2 separate regions of the Gossypium arboreum genome follow, and region 1 is linked to region 2. A link is a contact called in public Hi-C data. All regions are on one chromosome and are shown on one strand. Each heading gives the region's core, a stretch centred on a gene start, on an enhancer-like site or on the middle of the called end of the contact. The rest is flanking DNA. Distances are from core to core; before and after follow the strand shown. Region 1 holds the start of LOC108483369. Region 2 holds the start of LOC108480602 (classical arabinogalactan protein 4-like).

Evidence for each region. Hi-C and Micro-C count contacts between places; a contact is called where the count stands out from the background.
Region 1: a contact with region 2 is called in a Hi-C map of leaf, with 3 times the contacts expected there. The contact joins the promoter of LOC108483369 here to the promoter of LOC108480602 in region 2. A contact is called at or near these places in 2 of 5 Hi-C or Micro-C datasets (both in leaf).

What each region holds. Positions count from the first base shown.
Region 1 is chr1:91,317,027-91,320,804 of ASM2569848v2, reverse strand. LOC108483369 reads right to left here and starts at 1,698. Exons shown (of 15, transcript XM_053029337.1): 1 at 1,226-1,698; 2 at 671-757. The coding sequence starts at 689.
Region 2 is chr1:90,838,587-90,842,386 of ASM2569848v2, reverse strand. LOC108480602 (classical arabinogalactan protein 4-like) reads left to right here and starts at 2,470. Exons shown (of 1, transcript XM_017783651.2): 1 at 2,470-3,256. The coding sequence starts at 2,567. The coding sequence ends at 2,980.

The DNA.
Region 1 (3,778 bases), core at 449-2,948, 480 kb before region 2:
GGGGAACCATGTCTTCTAGTAGCAAGATTTAAGAAATAAAAGGCACATGATGCAGTGAGCTATCCATGGAGTGAAGTATATAAGAATTTGATAGAGGTGAAGTATATAATGCAAGGCATGCATCAATCTTGAACCATCCATGCTAAATGTCCATTCAATGGAAGGCAATTCCAGATACTTATATTCACAACTAATCATCTGAGGAATCAAATACAAACAAATTCATTGGCGTTTCTTAGTTTTAGAAGATTATAAGAATTCGCAATCTCATCAATGACAAAGTTTAGGGAAATGATGTATAACATCTAAACTACCTTTTAGAAAAGGGTCGAAAGTACAATATATTTTGCAACATAAAAGATTAAAGATCCTTATAAATTGTCCATTCAATGGAAGGCAATTCCAGATACATATATTCACAACTAATCATCTGTAGAATCAAAGACAAACAAATTCATTGGCGTTTCTTAGTCTTAGAAGATTATAAGAATTTGCAATCTCATCAACGACAAAGTTTAGGGCAATGATGTGAAACATCTAAACTACCTTTTAGAAAAGGGTCGAAAGTACAATATATTTTGCAACATAAAAGATTAAAGATCCTTATAAATTGTTCCGAGTATTCTAAATATGCTATAGAATGTGTGATATTAATATTAAAAAATTCAACCTTGCGTTCCCACGGGCATAAACAAAGGTGTCTGGCATACAAAGTGAGGAAGTGTTAGTTGAGCTGCCCGAGCACGATTAAACCTCCCTAGAATCTAGGAAAACCAGAGGAAAAAAATAAGAAAATTGCATATGAGCAACCATCCAAACCTCGCTAGGTTAAATCAAGAAACGTAATTAAAGTTAGAATCATCAAGATTGAGCCCAAGAAAAAATTTATCACGTTCACTTACTAAATATCCTTATAATACAGGAACAGACGTAATAACTGGTAAGAAGAATCAATTACCGAAAAGAAACAAAATTACGGTGAAAACAACATCTATGAAGAGAGATTATTCCATTAAATAGTTTAAAAGCAGTTTCTGTAAATCAACATTTTCAAGAATTGCTATTTTCCTCTAACTGTTACTATCATTCGACAAACGAAAGATGATGATAATAATAATAATAATAATATGCTGAGAAGAGGCGGGTAAATCTTTTGTTAAGATGATTTTGGCTCGAAAGTTAAATAAAAACAAAAGATGCAGCATTCAAAGTTTAAAAGTCCCACCTCGAAACGAAGCGCCATCAAGCAGTTTTAAGGGACGTTTAAATCGCGGTGGTGTAGCGTATCACAGGCCGCTATTTCACAATATCGGCGCCGACCGCCACCGCTAAAGGCCTCAATAGAAATGTGAAAATTTGCACTTGAACAGCAGCGGATCAAGGCGGCAAATATCAGTGTAACCGAAAACAGTGGCGATAGCGGTCCGCTATTCCCGCTAAACCGATAGCTTTAAAAAAATTTTCCTTCTCACCAAAGTAAACATAGGGAAAGAGTATGAGATGAGACAGAGTAATAAACTGTAGGATGGAAAACAAATATAACAGAGTGATGCAGAGGCAGATGGCGGATAACTCAATATCTCATTACTACCGTAGACATCTTCAAAGTTATGTTTAGGGTTTTAAAATTTAGAAACTTGGCGGCGTCAGGATATGGGTAGAAAGACGAAGGCATAGTTTGGATAGGCGATCTGTTAACTTACGGTGAAGTTAAAAATAATGGTGGCGGTAAGATTAATTACTGTAGCGGTGAGATTAATTACTGTAGCGGTGAGATTAGAAATAGTGGTAGAATAATTACTGTAGCGGTGAGATTAGAAATAGTGGTAGAATGTGTGTTTAGATTCAAACGCAATTGTGTATGGCGGTGAGATGAAAATGAAAATAACTATTAAGGACATTATATTAGAATTGATATATAATAGAAGTTTTAAATTATTTTACTTATATAAAATTATTAAAATATGTGAATTTATAAATTTATTTAATAAAATATTAAAATGTATCTTTTAATATTTTATTATAAATATTTTAATGAATTATATAATCAATTTAAATTATTTATTAGATAAAATGATAATAATTTTAATTTTTATAGTTAAATATTTTTTATAACAATGATAAATATTATTTTCGTAAATAGTAACATTATACTTGAATCAAATTTTGATTATTTAAGCGAATGATTTTCAATAATATATATATATATATATTAACATAAGACATAACAAGTTTCATTATTACTAGAAATTAGGTTTTGATACAAATTTGTTTTTACAAATATTGATTCATTAAACTATTTGCAATAGTTTCCCTTAACATTGCAATTTCAAGGTCACTTTCATTGTTAGAAGAACTCGATTCACCTCTATCAAAATGGCTTGAAGAGATTGGCATGTCGGGTATATTTTCAAATTGTCGAAAATCCTCATCATTTGACCAAGCATGTCTTCGAATGTAATTATGCAAAACCATTGTTGCAATAACTATTAAAACTTGCTTGTCGAATGAATAGCTTGGAATATCTCTTAATATTGGCCATTTTTTTTTTCAAACTCCAAATGTTCGTTCAATCACAGAGCGTAACGAAGAATGGGCATGATTAAAAATTTCTTTTTTTCCAGTTGCTCGATGATTACCTCGATGAAAGTCAGGTAAATGATATCGTTCCCCCCTATATGGACCTAGAAAACTTGCCATTTGTGGATATTCTGAATCCACAAGATAATATTTTCCTACAAAAAAGTAAAACATAATATCAGTTTAAAAATAAATTAAAAATTTTAATACTGTTTTTTATGTAAAGATTAATTAAAAAAATTAAAGTTCAACCTGGTGGAGGGTGTGGAAACTTTAACTGTTGTTTTCTAAGTGCTTGCAACAAAATTCTACTGTCATGTGCTGTTCCTTCCCAACCAGGAAATGCAAAAATAAAGCACATGTTGAAGTCACAAACTGCCATAATATTTTGAGTTGGTTCACCTTTCCGTCTGATATAAGGTATTTGACAAGAAGGCGAAATGCATGCTTTTATGTGTGTTCCATCTATGGCCCCAATACAATCCTTTAAAATAAATACAAGTAATGAGATAAAAGTTAGAAATAATTTATATTTTAAAAATATAAAGATTGTGTAAATTTTACCTTAAAGTGAGACCAATATCTTGTATCATGTCGAATATGGTTCGGTACTTCCTCGAATTGACCTTCAATGGGTTTAATTGTGTCTATTCCCATTCGAGCAAATATATGTAACATATCAATAAAAATTCGACTAACGGTTTCCCCAGATCGTTGAAATCGCTCTGCTGCATTTGAATTTGATTCTCTATTTCCAAGAATATACAATGATAATGCTAACTTCTCCATCGCAGATACCTTCCCATGCTTTAAGCCATAATTTGTTTGCAAATCATGCAACAACATGTGAAATATATTTTTTGGCATCCTAAAACTATTCATGCAACGATCATCATGCCCATTTAATACTTCGTCCACCCACATTTGACCTGTATAATTTGAATCCATACACGATTGCTTAGTGAAATAAGTTTCATGGTGTAGCAATACACTGCTTAACACTTGTTCTTCCTCTTCATGATAATTGTTGTGCTGAACTTGTGTAACAATTGTGGCTATTCTTCGTTGAGCTTCTTCACTTAATTCATGGGTATTATAATTCATATAAAAACTATTATACATATTGTTAAATTCATCCATAACCTGAAAAAGTAATCAAATAAAAATAAATTAATAACTTGTGACATTCTATACAACA
Region 2 (3,800 bases), core at 1,221-3,720:
TAATTTTATATTTTGTAATTTATTTTATTTAAATTGATTTTTATAATGGCAATGTCTCTTTTTTGTTTGGTTGACGAATACATTTTCGATGTCCAATTGCAAATGGTAAGAAAATATTATTAAATTTCTTAATTTTACTTAATTTCATTATTAAGTTGTTAGCATTATTAATTTAATAAATTTTTTATATTTATATAATCAGACTGAAGATTGGATTCCCGAGGCGTACATACACAATTTAAGTGCGAGGGCACCGCATATTATTAAACAAAACTTACGAGGGGCAGGATTCTTGCATGTGTCTCGTACGCTCAGAGGGACTAAATTGGATCCCGTAGTTATCAGCACTTTGGTGGAAAGATTGAGACCCAAGACACACATTCCATCTTTCGTGTGGTGAGTGTATAATTACAGTTGAGGACGTAGCTTTAAAACTTGGTTTACCAATGGATGTGGTAGTTGTTACGGAGGTAGCGAGTGTTGGTGATGAGCAACTATTAGCCAATGTGCTAGACAAGTTTAGTGGTAGCCAGATAAAAATGAAATGGTCTAAAGATAATTTTAATTATATCGAAAACTCACGAGTGACGTTGAAATACAACAACATGCGCGAGCATTCATCCTGAGGTTAATCGGGGGTTTTCTAATGCTAGATAAATCTCAAAATCTGGTAAATTTAATGTGGTTATTACAACTTGTCAACTTGAAAGAAGCAGGGCGACTCTTCGGATTACATGACATGGTTTAAACATCACAATATGCCATATTTACTATTGGAAGAGGAAAAAAGTAGGCAACATCGTCGTAGGAGGCCAAGATGGCCCTATATGAGGCTGCAATCAGGAGTACGTGCCTCGATGGAATCATTATCAGCTCCAACCTCACAAGAGGAACTGATGGGTGAACTACCACTAGGTTAGTATGGTTCATATTATTTTGTTGTTTTCACTAACCCCTTTTTTTTTTACACAAGCACCACATTATGCACCATCATGCCATGCATCAACATCTTCTCCACGTATATTTTTTGCACCACCTCTATCCCTAGTACCATATTACACGCCAAGGCCAACAACAACATTGAGGTATTTGCTATCACCGACAATTCCAACATTCTATTCACAATCGGGTTATGCGACACTATACACTTATTCATTGATAGTGTCGTAAACAACTCAACATTATTGTTCTACCGAGGTGGGTCATCTTTGTAACCACCTATTACTACAATAAACGATATAAATAGGAACCTAGGATGCAAATACACTCAAGCACGAATGAATAAGATGAAAATGAAGATGAAGAAGATAAGGAGCTGGAACTCCAACTATGAAGAAATCTTTCTTGCAATCGACACCCATAGGGTCGTGGCACACGTTCGGGTCGACGACGCTATTGAATTTTTTTTAATTTTTTCATTTAAATCATTATTTTCTTTGTTAACTTTTAATTTGTATTATATTAAAAATTTTCATCCATAAGGTACTTATTCCAATTATATTTAAAAATATTCTATTATATTTTACATTAATAATATACTTATTTACAACCTAAGGAAAAATTTTAAAAATTGTTTGTATTGTATTCTATTGTATTTCATATCAATAATATATCAATATTTACAATTTACCAAAAAATAAAATTATTTGTTTGTTTCTTTTATATCCTACAAGGTGGGGCTTTCAACTCCTAATTATCACCTTAACAAAAAATACTTCTTACAAAGCGTTTTTTTTCTCATTTTAAAATCAGTTTACTTTCCTAAATTTAAGAAAAATACTTAAAACCCTAATTTTTTTTTTTTAAAAAGGGCGTTTTTCTCTAATTAAGGCTCACTAAGCGTTCATCTACAATGCTTAAAATCAACGCGTTTTGGAATTTACGTAAAGGAGATGTTAAACGGTCGGGATTCTCCGATTGAGATCCTAATGGGACACGTGTATGTTAATGATGTATTTGTCTTTTACCTGGAAAGTACAATAAAGTCACTCTTTATGGAGATTGATTTCACTTGCTTCCATGTACTTTTTACGAATTGTGAAATGCCGCTTGTAACCTTTTTTTGGTATGCTTCATTAATCATGGTACGGGTAATTTATCCACAAACCTGTATTGCAATACATGATTTCTAGTATATCTAATAAAAATAACATACAAGATATAATTTTTTTACAAAATAATTGATGAATTACAGATCTTTATTTCACAAAAGTTAAAAATATAGACACAATTAAGAAAAAGAAGTCTAGTCAAAAACTCTTTTGCTTTGTTTCAAAGTCCGAAAAAGAAAAAGAATCGATGGACTATTCAAATGAGAAAAAAAGTGATGAATTCCGAAGAATGGACTAAATTGAAATTAATAATAAATAAATGGGCTTAATAGAAAAAATATAAGAAAACTCCAAAGTTTTAGAAGACATAGGAAAAAGTCTGTCAAGCCCCTCCCCCAAGGCCTAAACCTTCTATATATATCTCGTTTCATCTCTCTTCTTTCTTTACCCTACTGCCGCTTCCTCTGTTAAAAGGCTCTTTGTTCCCTGTTTCGTATTTCTCTTAAAACTCTACAATGGCTAAAACCTTTGCTTGCTTTGTCCTATTAGCTTTCATAGTTAGTTGCGCACTTGGTCAGGCTCCTAGCTCGGCCCCAACCAATTCACCGCCGTCTTCTAACCCTACTCCGGCTCCCAAGGTTTCTCCAACCATGTCTCCAACCGCTACACCAACCGCATCTCCGCCGTCAACATCCACTCCCCCGTCTTCAGCCCCTGAATCTTCACCAACTTCCTCTCCCACTACTTCTCCCCCAGCTCCTCTCGCTGGTTCTCCCGCTGGCTCTCCCCCTACCGCTGATTCTCCCACGAACTCCATCAGCGAGACACCAGGCAGCTCTCCCACTTCTCCTACGAGTGCAGCCGCTTTGAACAGAGTCACCGTCGCTGGATCTGCCGTTGCAGTCGTTTTTGCTGCTTTGTTGATTTAGATCTGACTTTCGGGGGAGGACAGGATTTGGATTTGATGATTTTTATTTTAGGCTCATTGTTAATTTCTCATTTTTAGTAGTGTATTTCTTTTGTTTTTATTTATTTTTATTTATATTTTGACGGTGATGATGATTTTATATCATGATAGCGTGTTGCTATTTTGACGGTTGAGATTTGATGATAGCTTACTCTCGATTGTTATTATAATTATTATGATCAGTTATATATTTTTATGTATTTTTTCTCTATTTATTTAAGTTTGTTTTTCTAATTAACATTTAAGAGTATACTAATGAAGGATTGAGGAAAAAAACGAAAGACACAAAAGTGAGTGATGAAAAGTGCTAACGTGCGAACGATGGTGAGAGTGGGAGAGAAAGTGAACGCATAAACGTGGAAAGAGGGGTGGTGTCTTGTCTTTTATATGACCGATTTAGTGTTAACATGGTCGAAGGACAGCTGGATTGGTGTTGTACTATTTTTTATTAAAAAACATTTCTGGGGTTTACTTGTCTTTTGCTAGCTCGGGGTAGGGGAGGCATGGGGATAAACAAGTGTCACGTGGTCACAGCTGTTTTTAATGGGCCAACATATTTCCCATATACTGTTCATAGTTTTTAAAATAATAATCAATGTTTTTATAATTAGTTCTTCTGGAAAAAAGTTAATAAATTATTTTAAAGTAACATAAAGTAACTTGAATCAAAGTCCCAATTATACCACTTTTATCAAAGTTTTATTTGATTTTATATAAACTTGTGTCAATTTATGTATACGATATTATTAAGAGTTATCACCTATTCGATTTTCAATTAAGTT